Regions from separate parts of the Sus scrofa genome. Here all the other regions are linked to region 1. The links are chromatin contacts, called in public Hi-C, HiChIP or PLAC-seq and promoter capture Hi-C maps. All regions are on one chromosome and are shown on one strand. Each heading gives the region's core, a stretch centred on a gene start, on an enhancer-like site or on the middle of the called end of the contact. The rest is flanking DNA. Distances are from core to core; before and after follow the strand shown. Region 1 holds the start of PUS3 (pseudouridylate synthase 3). Region 2 holds the start of DCPS (decapping enzyme, scavenger). Region 3 holds the start of FOXRED1 (FAD dependent oxidoreductase domain containing 1). Region 4 holds the start of RPUSD4 (RNA pseudouridylate synthase domain containing 4).

Evidence for each region. Promoter capture Hi-C pulls out the DNA fragments that hold promoters and counts their contacts. Hi-C and Micro-C count contacts between places; a contact is called where the count stands out from the background. HiChIP or PLAC-seq counts read pairs in DNA pulled down with a chosen protein or histone mark.
Region 2: a contact with region 1 is called in an H3K27ac HiChIP or PLAC-seq map of skeletal muscle, with 3 times the contacts expected there. The contact joins the promoter of DCPS here to the promoter of PUS3 in region 1. A contact is called at or near these places in 2 of 5 promoter capture datasets (fetal liver and liver), 2 of 47 Hi-C or Micro-C datasets (heart right ventricle and liver) and 1 of 2 datasets of contacts at active chromatin or transcription factors (skeletal muscle).
Region 3: a contact with region 1 is called in a Hi-C map of liver, with 4 times the contacts expected there. The contact joins the promoter of FOXRED1 here to the promoter of PUS3 in region 1. A contact is called at or near these places in 3 of 5 promoter capture datasets (fetal liver, fetal skeletal muscle and liver), 5 of 47 Hi-C or Micro-C datasets (embryonic fibroblasts, fibroblasts, heart right ventricle and 2 more) and 2 of 2 datasets of contacts at active chromatin or transcription factors (alveolar macrophages and skeletal muscle).
Region 4: a promoter capture Hi-C map of liver shows a contact between it and region 1, with 10 times the contacts expected there. The contact joins the promoter of RPUSD4 here to the promoter of PUS3 in region 1. A contact is called at or near these places in 5 of 5 promoter capture datasets (fetal liver, fetal skeletal muscle, liver and 1 more), 3 of 47 Hi-C or Micro-C datasets (all in liver) and 2 of 2 datasets of contacts at active chromatin or transcription factors (alveolar macrophages and skeletal muscle).

The regions. Positions count from the first base shown.
Region 1 is chr9:53,027,206-53,030,049 of Sscrofa11.1, reverse strand. PUS3 (pseudouridylate synthase 3) reads left to right here and starts at 1,499. Exons shown (of 5, transcript NM_001244722.1): 1 at 1,499-1,527. It overlaps HYLS1 (hydrolethalus syndrome protein 1), which reads right to left. Exons shown (of 3, transcript XM_013979548.2): 3 at 2,743-2,844. DDX25 (ATP-dependent RNA helicase DDX25) reads right to left here and starts at 600. Exons shown (of 10, transcript XM_021063099.1): 1 at 513-600.
Region 2 is chr9:53,399,436-53,402,279 of Sscrofa11.1, reverse strand. It overlaps DCPS (decapping enzyme, scavenger), which reads right to left and starts at 1,493. Exons shown (of 6, transcript NM_213790.1): 1 at 1,293-1,493. The coding sequence starts at 1,493.
Region 3 is chr9:53,363,955-53,366,798 of Sscrofa11.1, reverse strand. FOXRED1 (FAD dependent oxidoreductase domain containing 1) reads right to left here and starts at 1,504. Exons shown (of 12, transcript NM_001244921.1): 1 at 1,398-1,504. The coding sequence starts at 1,482. It overlaps SRPRA (signal recognition particle receptor subunit alpha), which reads left to right and starts at 1,714. Exons shown (of 14, transcript XM_003130057.5): 1 at 1,714-1,990; 2 at 2,600-2,683. The coding sequence starts at 1,874.
Region 4 is chr9:53,307,786-53,310,629 of Sscrofa11.1, reverse strand. It overlaps RPUSD4 (RNA pseudouridylate synthase domain containing 4), which reads left to right and starts at 1,438. Exons shown (of 7, transcript NM_001244957.1): 1 at 1,438-1,693; 2 at 2,050-2,215. The coding sequence starts at 1,508. It overlaps FAM118B (protein FAM118B), which reads right to left and starts at 1,432. Exons shown (of 8, transcript XM_005667489.3): 1 at 1,312-1,432.

The sequences.
Region 1 (2,844 bases), core at 250-2,749:
CCTCTGAGAGTGCTGTTCTAGCCCCCGCCCCCTTGCCCTCCCCGGCTCATTGGCGGTTACGTGGCGGTTCAGCCGCTCGCTCTCCGCAGCCCCGGCGTCGCCTCCCCAAAGTAACGACGCCATAGCTGTGATCTCGGCTTCCGCCCCAGCACGTGCGACCACACCAGGCGCGAGGCGGTGCCGGGCCCCACCCAGCGGCCAATTATCTTTCTTCTGAGGGCGGCGCGGGGGTATAGGGAAAACACCCGCCGCGCGCAGGCGCGGGAGCTCTGGGGAAGTGGGAGGAGTCGGGAGAGGAGTGGGGGGTGGGGCGCAGGCCGAGGGAGCGGGCTGTAGAGATCCTCCTGCAGCAAGGTTTCTGTTGGATCAGCCCCCTACCTGCACCAGGCGTTAGAAACCCGGCCTGGACGCTATCGCTGTGAAAGCACACCTGCGGCCGACCTATGCTAAGTCAACAGTAGCAGGACTGTAAGCCTTAGGCAGTAGTCTTTGCACAGATTCGAGAGTCTTACCTCTCTTACCCCACCATCTTCTCCACAGATTAGTCTCCTGGTGGTGAGGCAGGATCCCTGCACCATACTTCAAGCTCTCACGCCCGCGTCCTCCTACCCCCCAAACTTCCGTTTCTTCACTGCAAGGTGTTAGAAAGCCTAGCGAATTGCATAGGAAAGTGGAGACTCAGAATGGGTGTGTTTCACCTGACAAATGCATTCGAATGCGACAGATGCAGAGAGGAAGTAAACTCGTTCAAGTTCTAGCTATTGTCCCTGTTATTGGATACCTGTAATGTTTCCACAGGCTGGTTTTTTCAGTTTAATTCTGATAGGTGCCTCTTGCTAAAGTACTCCGGAGAAAACGGTTTTCCTTTCGGTACAATCTTCACCTCCCACCTGTACCTGCGTAATCCTTGCAGATAGATCGATTCCTTGCACTAATGATTGCTAAATTTGGACAAAAGAACCGGACTTTATTTTTCTTCCAGTTTTCTAACTGGAATCTTGAGATCTGGATCAGCATTTCTGGTCCTAACAAAAACCGTGTTATGATCTCTCCGTGGTGCTGAAGCAAGACTCCCCATCTCTGGTCACTCTCAGACATCTCAATCGTTTGAGATCGTCGTATTTCTTTTCAGCCTTTTCATGTGGATTCAATTTAATTGTAAATGTTTTTGATTCTCAAGAGCAACTTTGTACTAATTTAAGTACCTATAAAATCAGGCCAGTTTCTTTCAGTTTTCATGTAAAGATAACGGCTATTTGAAAATTTTACTTTTCTGTTATTTTAGCACACTAGAATTAATCCTATCTTTTACTCTTATCCTATCGCATGCCCTAGATTCTGCCTTGTTGGTGGCCAAACTAGAAAACATTAGGCAGATTTCAGCCTCAAGCGGGAATTCCTGGCTCTTAGAACTACATTTCCCATAAAGGTGGACTACATTTCCCATGAGACCTCGGACGCGCGCGTAGAAGACGCAAAATGATTGCTTCCTGCCTCTAGAAAAGCTGCGTGGCGGAGGAGCGGAAGGTGAGCGTGTGGGTTTTGGGGTGGGTGATTTTCTGGGTTATACAAAGAGAAACGGACAAGTGGACAAATAGATGGTCTCTCTTTCCCTACCCCCTTTCTTGTACGTTGGTCTTTTCAGGAAAACACTTTTTGAGTGTGAAAATGGGACCTTGCTTAAGACTCTGTGTTTTTGTGTCTAGGGCTTTTTGGTGCTCTTTGTCAGAAACGTGCAGCAATAGGGGCTTCTTTAATTCGATTCTTTGAGAGCCCTGGAACTTCGGAGTTAAGTAAGTCTCTTCTGCCTCACAATTCTTTTTGCTCATGAAACGGAATATTAGTAGAGGTCGACATCGGGTAGTATATGGGGTGAGGAGGCATAGCAACTTTTTTCCAATTTTGGGGGAGGGGAGTTGCTATTAGTGATGATAGCACGTGTCTCCTAATCCTTTGAATATTATTCCTCCTCCCTTTTTTGGTTTAAAATAAGTTTATCATGGAGAATGCGTTTTCTTTTACTCCATTAGTTACTAATATTTTCTGTACTAAAACTTTTTAACTTCAAAAAAATACTTTGAAACTCTTGCGATGACTGTTTTGTGTTCACAGTCATGCACGCAATTCCCGCTTTGTAGTAATTTGGTGGCCCCCTTCCAGGTATTATGTGGCCGCGTGGGAACCACTGTACTTCACCCTCAGAAGGGTGTGGTGTGCTGGTGAAAGCACTGTACTGAGTCAGGAGGCTTCTTGACATGTGTCTTATTGCCTGCTTAACCCTTTTGGACTAGTTCTTTGATTAAATATTGGTTTGAACTAGATAATCACTTTGGAAACTTTGTGATTTGGTGACATTAGGCTTTGAGATTTTTGTGTATCTATATGAAGAAGGTAAATTATTGGAGTGTATTGCTGTGATTATTAAATGCCATATGGCTTTTAATTTTTAAAAAATAGGTATAAATAAAAACTGTCTTTAATCCCACCATCCAGAGTTAGATGTTGATCTTTATTTATGCCTTGGATGTACAGCATGACTGAGATCATACTGTATGATTTGTAACCTATTTGTTTCATCTAATTTTCATTTTTCCATTAGCTTCCCAATGTTGGGTAGTTTGCAGTGTTTACTTATTTGCAGTGAATGTATCTTACATATATCTTTGAGTCACTGATTATTTCTTTCTCTGATTAAATGCCTAATAATGGAACTTGGTGAATGAATGAATGATAACTTAAACATTACAGAGAAAATGTATTTTATTAGATGGTTAAGGTCATTCATTTTTGTTACACAGCTTTTTTTTCTTTGAATAACCCACTATGCCTGCTGTCACTCTTCTG
Region 2 (2,844 bases), core at 244-2,743, 370 kb before region 1:
GCCTCGGGTGCAGCCCTAAAAAAAGAAAAAAAAAAAAAAAGACACCCCCCCAAAAAAATTCTCCCCATTTTACAGCTGAAGAAAATGAGGTCTAGAGAAGTTTAAGTGACTTGCCCAAATGGTGAAATAGAAATTAGACTTTAAGTATCCCAACTAGCTTCGAGCTCAAAGGTTCCCATGGCTAAAATCTTCAGCAGGTGCTGCAGACTGAAGGTAAGTTGGGCTGAGACAGACAGAACCTTGTAAAACACAAGAGACACAGAAAGAGGCATGGAAGCCTGGCCCAGGGTCTCCCTGCCCCCATCCTCCCAAAAGTGAGAGCGCCTGCCAGGACTTCTGGGGAACCCTTGGACTGCCTCTTTACTAGCTCTTGGGTCAGTATCCAGTCTCTCCTCAGTCCCTGCTGGAGAGCTGAGCACGTGATATTAGAGCTAGCTGTGCCTGTCTGCTTAAGGATGCTCTGCACTCCTGAAGATCAAGGATGGGAACTTTCAGCTCTATGTTGCACCCAGTTCAGTGCTGGCCCGTCTGTGCATGAAACGTGGAATTGAATCAAGAATGGGAACTTTCAGCTCTATGTTGCACCCAGTTCAGTGCTGGCCTGTCTGTGCATGATATGTGGAATTGAATCACCAATTCAACAAACTGTTTCCCCGCTCCCAGGAGCGGGAGTCCTGTATATAGCAGAGATCATACTTCCTACAGTGCCTATGTTATTGCCTGGGGCCTGGATGACCAAGACTGCCCAGAAACATACTGGATTCCTAGCACCTTACAGGGTTTTTGTGTGTTTTGTTGGGGCCCGTTTGTTTGTTTGTTTGCCCTCACCCAAGGCACGTGGAGTTCTGGGCCAGGGATGGAACCTGCGCCACAACAGCGATCCAAGCCCCATCAGTGAAACCTCCAGATCCTTAACCAGCTGTGCCACAAGAGAACTAGCACGTTACAGGTTTAATAAATGAATGGTGAAAGCTTGGGGAATTTAACATGCGACTTTTTAATCGACAATAAATACACTCCGCAAGTGTTAGGTTCTTATTTTAGTACAAGAGGAGGAATTAGGGAAATTAGCCCCACGCGTGTTAATTCCCTTAATTTCACAAGTATCCTTGTTTCCTCCACGAACCAAACCCCTGCCCAGGCATTTTGGCGCACTTGGCCTCCTTCCCACCCGGGGCAATGCGATTAGTATTTTCCAAAGAATCTCAAAAAAAAAAAAAAAAAATCCGCCTCCGAGGCGACGATTGGGTCACTCCTTCCCGCATCCCCACCCCAACGCTGCTTAATGGTACCTTTCCGTGCAGGAAAATGATTTTGTCCCGCGCAGACTCCCTTAGCACTTTTTTCACTCTAAAGCCGGAGAAAGGTAAGCGGACAGGAGCAGAGGTACCATTCCCAACCCTTGCTTCCTTCTCCTCTGTGCTGGGTGCCTCCGCCTCCTCCGGGTCTCGTTCGCGCTTTCTCTTGCTGGGTTGAGGAGCGGTGTCCGCCATATTGCCGGGGGAGAGTGTGCGCCTGCGCCAACCCGGCCGCGGCCCCGCCCCTCTGCCGCCTCACCCCACCTCCGCGGAGGGCGGTGACTACAACTCCCGACGTGCTCCGCGCCGGAGTCAGCCGATCTCCTGGCTGTAGGAAACCTAGGGCCGCTGTTTTTTGGGACTCGTCTAGAGTGAGCATCTTAATTCGAGTTTCCCGCCTTTGGTCTCCTCGTGCTAGCCAACCCGGGCGGAGGCTGGTCCTGAGGGAAAAGAGAAGGTGACAGCAAGGCTAGAGAGGCTGCAGGGGAGAGGGTAGCCCAGCCACCCCACCCCACCCCTACTCCCCCGAGTCCGAGCTGCAAGACGCCCTTTGGACTCTGCGCTGACACTTGGGTTGAATACAGCTTTTTAATCAGAGTTATGCCAACATTGATTAGAGTGGAAGGGATGTTTCTGAAGCAAATCTGTTGAGCCAATCTCTTTCTTAGTCAATTGATTGAACATAGAGAACGCTTAAAACCCTATCCATTTTTCACCCGTTTCCATTTTACAAAAGTCCTCTTTGTGTTGTCCTTTTCTTTGTAAATCCCAGTATTTTTTGCTGAGAAGAATGGTAAGTGAACAGGGCCAGAAGTACATTTCCATTGCCTGCCTCTTTGCTTCTGCTTCCTGTCCATTAGATGATCAGGTACCCTGCCACCTTCTCGTTCACCTTGCCTTTAAAAACACTTCCCTGAAAGCCATCAAGAAGTTCAGGTCTTTTAAGGATGAGCTGCCAGGTTTTCCTTGCTTGGTCTCACTCATTGCCTGCCTCTTTGCTTCTGCCCCACTGTATCCATGTTACAGAACCAAAGTTGGGTCTCCTTGGGCAACTTACTGCAATCTATCCACACTGGGTTGTGATGAGGGAAAGTACAGCGTTTATTGCAGTCTTTGGGGTTTCTTTGCGTTTTAGGGTCGCACCCGCTGCATGTGGAGGCTAGGGGTCCAATCGGAACTATAGCACAGCCACAGCAATGCAGGATCCGAGCTGCGTCTGTGACCTACACCACAGCTCATGGCAACGCTGGATTCTCAACACACTGAGCGAGGCCAGGGATGGAACCCACAACCTCGTAGTTCCTAGTCGGATTCGTTTCCGCTTTTCCACAACGGAAACTCCCAATTGCAAGGTTCTTAAAGTGAGACCAAGCAAGGAAAACTGGCAGCTCATGCTCAAAAGACCTGAACTTCTTGATGGCTTTCAGGGAGGTGTTTTTAAAGGCAAGGTGAAGGAAAAGGTGGCAGGGTACCTGATCATCTAATGGACATTCTTCTGGTTGATAGATGGTATTTCTGGGGTCAGTATCAACCTCTGATTCCAACC
Region 3 (2,844 bases), core at 255-2,754, 340 kb before region 1:
ACTCATTTCCCTCTTGCATAGCTAGAATGATCTTTTTCTAAACACTATTTTAATCACATGCCCTCTTGCTTAAACCCTCCAGTGGTTTTCCGTTACTCTAAGGATTAAAGTCCAAAACTTTCCACGTGGCCCTTGAAGACACTGTACAATCTGGCTCCTATTCTCCTAGTCTTCTCTGCACACTCCAGCCCCAGCTCCTCATTCTTATCACAGGGGTCCACACAGGTGACCTCTCTGCTTTGAAACTCTGTGCCCACTTCTTTGCCCAGTTAATCCCTTGCTTCCTTTAGATCTCAGCCCAGTTATTATTTTCTCAGAGATGCCCCCTTGACTATGCCAAGTTCTCCTGTCACACTATCTCATAGCTCCGTGAATGGCTCTTTTGCAGCATGCAACACACCTGCAACCTTGCATTTCTCTGGGATTGCTTCATACTGTATTCTACCTTCTTCACCGAAATAGCCAGCCCAGCACAGTACCTGGTACCTCCTAAGTGCTTAATAAATGTTTTGAATACATGAATCCTTTTGACTTTCACACCTAACTCACAAATCTCTGAGTCTTGTCTCCAGTTCAAGTTCAAACTCTTCTCAGCAGCATGTGACTCTTTCTTTGATCTGGATTTATTTTACCTCTCCAGACTATATTTCATACTACTACTCAAACTCTATCTGGATGGCCTTTGCTAATTCCTTGCGTAAGAACAGTATTTTTCTCCTAACCTTTGTTCAGTTCTCCAGCACCTGGACATCATACCTTCCTTGAATCAGTAAACATCATCTTTCAAGGCTGACCTCGGTTCGCATCTGTTCCATGTATACTAGCTACTCCCCTGGCAGTGCAGGGCATAACTCTTAAGCTGGGTTGAACTGGTCTATTGAAGCCTTGAACTGGTCTATTGAAGCCTTTCCTTTCCAGCTACACTTCAGGCACCTCCAGAACATATATCGAATCCTCCTTCTCTTCTTTCCTCTTGAACTTTCCAGCCTTGAACTGGTCTATTGAAGCCTTTCCTTTCCAGCTACACTTCAGGCACCTCCAGAACATATATCGAATCCTCCTTCTCTTCTTTCCTCTTTCATGACTACAACACTAAGAACAGCATCCTGCATGCGAGCAGGACTTAATGCACTTCTATCAAACCAATGAATCACCCTGGCTGTTATTCTGGCGGTAAGCTCAGGCATAGAACGAACTGGGATTTGTCACCTGAGAAGGGCAACCTCTGGATCCATACACCTGTCCAGACTGTACAAGCTCTGGCAGGTAAGATATCCCTTCTTCCAGCGACCCACTGTCTTCTGAGCGTGGCCAGGGATCCCAAGTCCTGAAGGTCACATGGCTGGACATTGGGGGCATCCCAGAACCATGATACCCTCCGCTGCCCTCAACTTTACCCAGAGTAGAGCCTCCTCTGCGTGTGCCTAGCTCCCGGCCCAAGAGGCCCCGGCGCAAGCCGAGCCACAGCGCCCTCCGAAGCATGGCCCTCCAGCGTCCGGCCGCTGTGGGAGGGTACCCTACACTGGTAAGCCAGCCGTCACTGCTCTGCGCCACGGGCCATTCATCCGAGCGTGCCCATTGGCCAGCGGCTCCCCGCCCCTCCGCCTGATAGGCTGTCGACCCCTTCCGTGCGTCCCCGAGAGCCCCGCCTAGGCCCGCCCCTACCCGCCATTGGCAAGCCTGGCGTCTACGTAGATCCCGCGCGCCAGCTGGAGGAGTGGGGGAGGAATCCCGGGGCCGCTGAGCGGAAGTGCGGATGAGCCGGTTTCCGGGGCCGCTGGTGTGACGTGTCCTGAGCTTGGCGCAGCAGGAAGCGGCGGTGATCGCGGCCTGAGTTCCCGGCGGCGGCCCCGGCTCCTTTCCCGCTGCCGCCATGCTCGACTTCTTTACCATTTTCTCCAAAGGCGGGCTCGTGCTCTGGTGCTTCCAGGGCGTGAGCGACTCATGCACCGGGCCGGTTAACGCGTTGATTCGTTCCGTGCTGCTGCAGGTACCGCCCCCGCAGGATCAGAACTCTGGGCTCGTCTCTCTGACCCGGTCCATAGTCCCCCTCGACTGATCCCGTGCCTTCCTCCCACTCCCTCGGCCCACCTCAGACTGGCCACTCACTCGTAACCGGGACTCCACTTTTTTCTCCCTTCCTATCACACCATCCCGCAACTTTGCGACGTCCCCTCCCCCTCCGCTTCCTGGGACTCTGGCTGGATTCCGTAGTCTGTTGAGACTTGCCATCGTTTCCTCCGTTTGCCCCGAGCAGCTTGATTTTCTCTTGTTTCGATGGCTGAGTGGGATACTGAATAGAAAACGGTCTTTTAGGAACTAATACTATACAGCTGCGATTGTTTATATGGGGACTATTTCCCTTTCAGCCCGCACGTGTCCTTCCACGTCCCACCTCTTTCCCTCTGCCCTCCAGCTTGGTGTCTCCTTTTCTCCCTAGTGAAATGGTGGAGAGAAGTGCCCCCGCATCTTGTTGCCCTGGGGACAGGTTTGACTTTGGGGGAATGTCTAGCTCTTTCCTAAAGGTAATCCTAGAGGGGCCCAAGTCTGGGTTTGGTGGGGATAGTCTGAGCTTTGAGACATAACTCTTTTTTTCCAGGAAAGGGGAGGTAACAACTCCTTCACCCATGAGGCACTCACACTCAAGTATAAACTGGACAACCAGTTTGAGCTGGTGTTTGTGGTAAGTGGGGGTATTTTAGAGGGGCAATGTTACATTCGCAGTGTAGTTCTGATATTAAGAAAACCTTGATTAATTGCACCCAGTGTATATGATGAAGTAAGTGAGAAGACAGGGAGGGTGGAGGGGGAAAGGGAAGAAGCTCTTGGGCCCCATCAGAGAGC
Region 4 (2,844 bases), core at 189-2,688, 280 kb before region 1:
ACCAGATGTGGGGATGAAAAAATGAGTAAGTCCTTAAGGGACTCACAGTTCAACTGCAGCTGCCAATGGTACATCTTGATCTATTCAACTCAAATTCAATCTCAAAGAATAGTACAGTGTAGGGAAAAAGACCACTGAAGGAAGCAAAGCCTTACTACCGACAGCCTAGACTGCAGCATCCTAGCTGATTGCCCTGCTATCAAATTCCTCACATTTTCAATCTGAAAATTCCTCTTTCAAGGAGTCTCTCTCCTACTCCAGAAGCTTCAAAGACTCCTCCCTACTTAATCACTTCTAGTTCAAATTCTTCCTCAAGTTGGCTGGCTCCACTTATCTGTCCAACTTTGTTTCATGCTCAATATGGCTCCCTTCAGCCAAACCCTATTATAGGAGTAGGAGGTAAAACTAATTCCATGACCTCCTCTAACTTCTCAGGCAGCCTTCTTTCTAAGGAGTCAAAAACTGTTTCCTCTATCGTCAGCACAGATCCATTAATTTTTTGACATCCCTTCTGCGCTCGGCGTCAGCTTTCTTCTTAACAAATGGCAGGTATGTCCCAAGGTGTTTTTAACATTACCATCCCAACCAGATGGTTCCTTTTCCCTGCCACCCCTTAATGAAGTCAGACGGTCTTGACTTAGTGAAGTCGCTAGCAGTTTGGGCATGGGACTCCAAACACTGCACCTTGTAAGAGGAGAGAGGGTCTGGAGCGGTTGCAAACCACGGAGGGGAAAAATGAAGGAAGCAGAAAAGAGAAGAGAAGGTTCGTGCTCTGTACTTTGTCTTCCCTTGGGAAGGAGTAGGAAGAGGGTGGGGGTGAGAAGACGCAATCCAAGAAATGAATTCTTCAAGAAGGCAGGAGAAATTCAGGGTGCTCCCTAGGAAGGAAACATGGGACCTGGATAACGGAAGGGCTCCCCATCACCCTTGGAGAGGACTAGTTACAACGCGAAACAAAGAGGTTGGGAGTCAGGAGGTGAGGGGTGGAAAGGCTTCAGATCCCGCGTCTCCGAAGGTCGAGCGGAAAGCAACGGGGACCCGACGTCCGGGGACTGGCCGAACAGCTGGGACCTGGTTGCCAGGAGGGTCAAGGTGGGCGCCCAAGACTGCTCTGGAGCGAGCGTTTATGGGGCATCGTTTCTGCAGGGCGCGGGGGCGGGGAGGTGGTTTTCAGTGGGCTCGTCTCCCAAAGGGAGAAACGGTTTCCCAACACAGGCACCTCCGAGAAGGTAAGCTCTTGGGACGTAGAAACGTCAAGGCGTTAAAGTACCGGTAGTTACAAACCCCAGCTCGGCTTCCCCACACACTCACCGCGTCTCCTCCAAACGCCACCGCTCCAGCTGCAGCTACCGGCCGGCGCAGCCGCACTTAGCGCGTACCGCCCCCACGTGACTCGGCCAGAATCCCGCCCCCGCCCGCCCCACGTGACCTTAAGACACACCCACTCCCGCCTCGCTCTGGTCCCTCTTCTGCCCTGGGTTTTAGCTGGCCCTCCCTTCTCGGCAAGATGGCGGTGCCCAGTTGCTGTGTGCCAGGTTTCTGGGTCCGGAGTTCCGGACAGTGTCTGGGGAGTCTCTTCACTTTCGTCTCAAAGCGACTTTGCTCCGCTGCTGCCGCCTCTAGGCCCATGGATGCCCAGCAACTGGCAGAGAGGCTCCGAGCCCAGAAAGAGAAACAAAAGGCGAAGGGGCCGGTGAGTCCAGAAGGATCACGACTCCCAAGAGGCAGTGCGCTCACTGGTTTCCCAGGCCGGGAGGGAGGTCTTCGGACAGGTCTCACGTAAAAGTCGAGGACAGTGGTGGACGAATGGGAAGAAAGCGAAGGGGAGAAGGCAGTAGTGTACTGTAGCTTCTTGTGCATTGGATCATTGGTTCCTGCGGACTTCGGCCCGAAGCTCTTCATGGGTACAAGGAAGACACCCCTGCTTTCAGATTACTCGGGGAAAGCACGAGACTAAGGCACAAGTATAGGCATTCCCTTCCCAAATTCTTATACTTATTGAAGGTCCTTCCCACCAGGCGTTTCCCGTCGCTCCTTCTCTCCCTGTAGGTGCCCACGAACCCTGTTCAGCGGAGAGTACGAGAACTAGTGCGGTTCACAGAGCAGCTGCAGCGAGTCCACCCCAATGTGCTTGCTAAGGCGCTGAGCCGAGGAATTGTCCACCAGGACAAGGACCTGCTGGTCATCAATAAGCCTTATGGTCTCCCTGTGCATGGTAAGGAGCACGTGGGAAAGGAAGGGGGGGCCCTGCTGCTGATTTCTGCTCTAAGTAGGGGCAACTCTACTGATTTTACTTCCGGGGCTCTCTGAAGTCTCTCTTTCAAAATAATCAAATTTTTGCGGGGTACTGTCTATGTAAGGCACTACCCAGGACACAGAGATAAATAAGACAGTCCCCACCTTCCAGACTTCTGGCAATTAGCAGTGATTTATAGAATTTGCTGTCTGCAGACCTCCAGTGGGGATTGCTATAGAAAAAGTACAAAGGCTGTGTGGTTCTTGCCTTCAAGTTAGTTTCCATCAAAACTGGGAAAGAGGACATAATTTGTGTGTTGATGTATACCTAACAAAACCCCAGGGTGTCTAGAACTTAATGGACACGTAATGATTTTGAATAAAGGTTCTGTGTAGTTGTTAGAGACAGCTGGAGTGAGTCAGGAAAGACTGATATAGAAAAATGCCAAAAACATGTTTTCCCCTAGCAAAATCCTTTTCACAAGTGCAATTTTTTTTTTTTAAATCCATCTTTCCTGACTCACTCCAGGCTAGAAGAACAAATGCTCAGGGGGCGGTATGGAGAAGGTTGTACATGAAGATAAGGAATTAAATCAAATATTGCCAAGT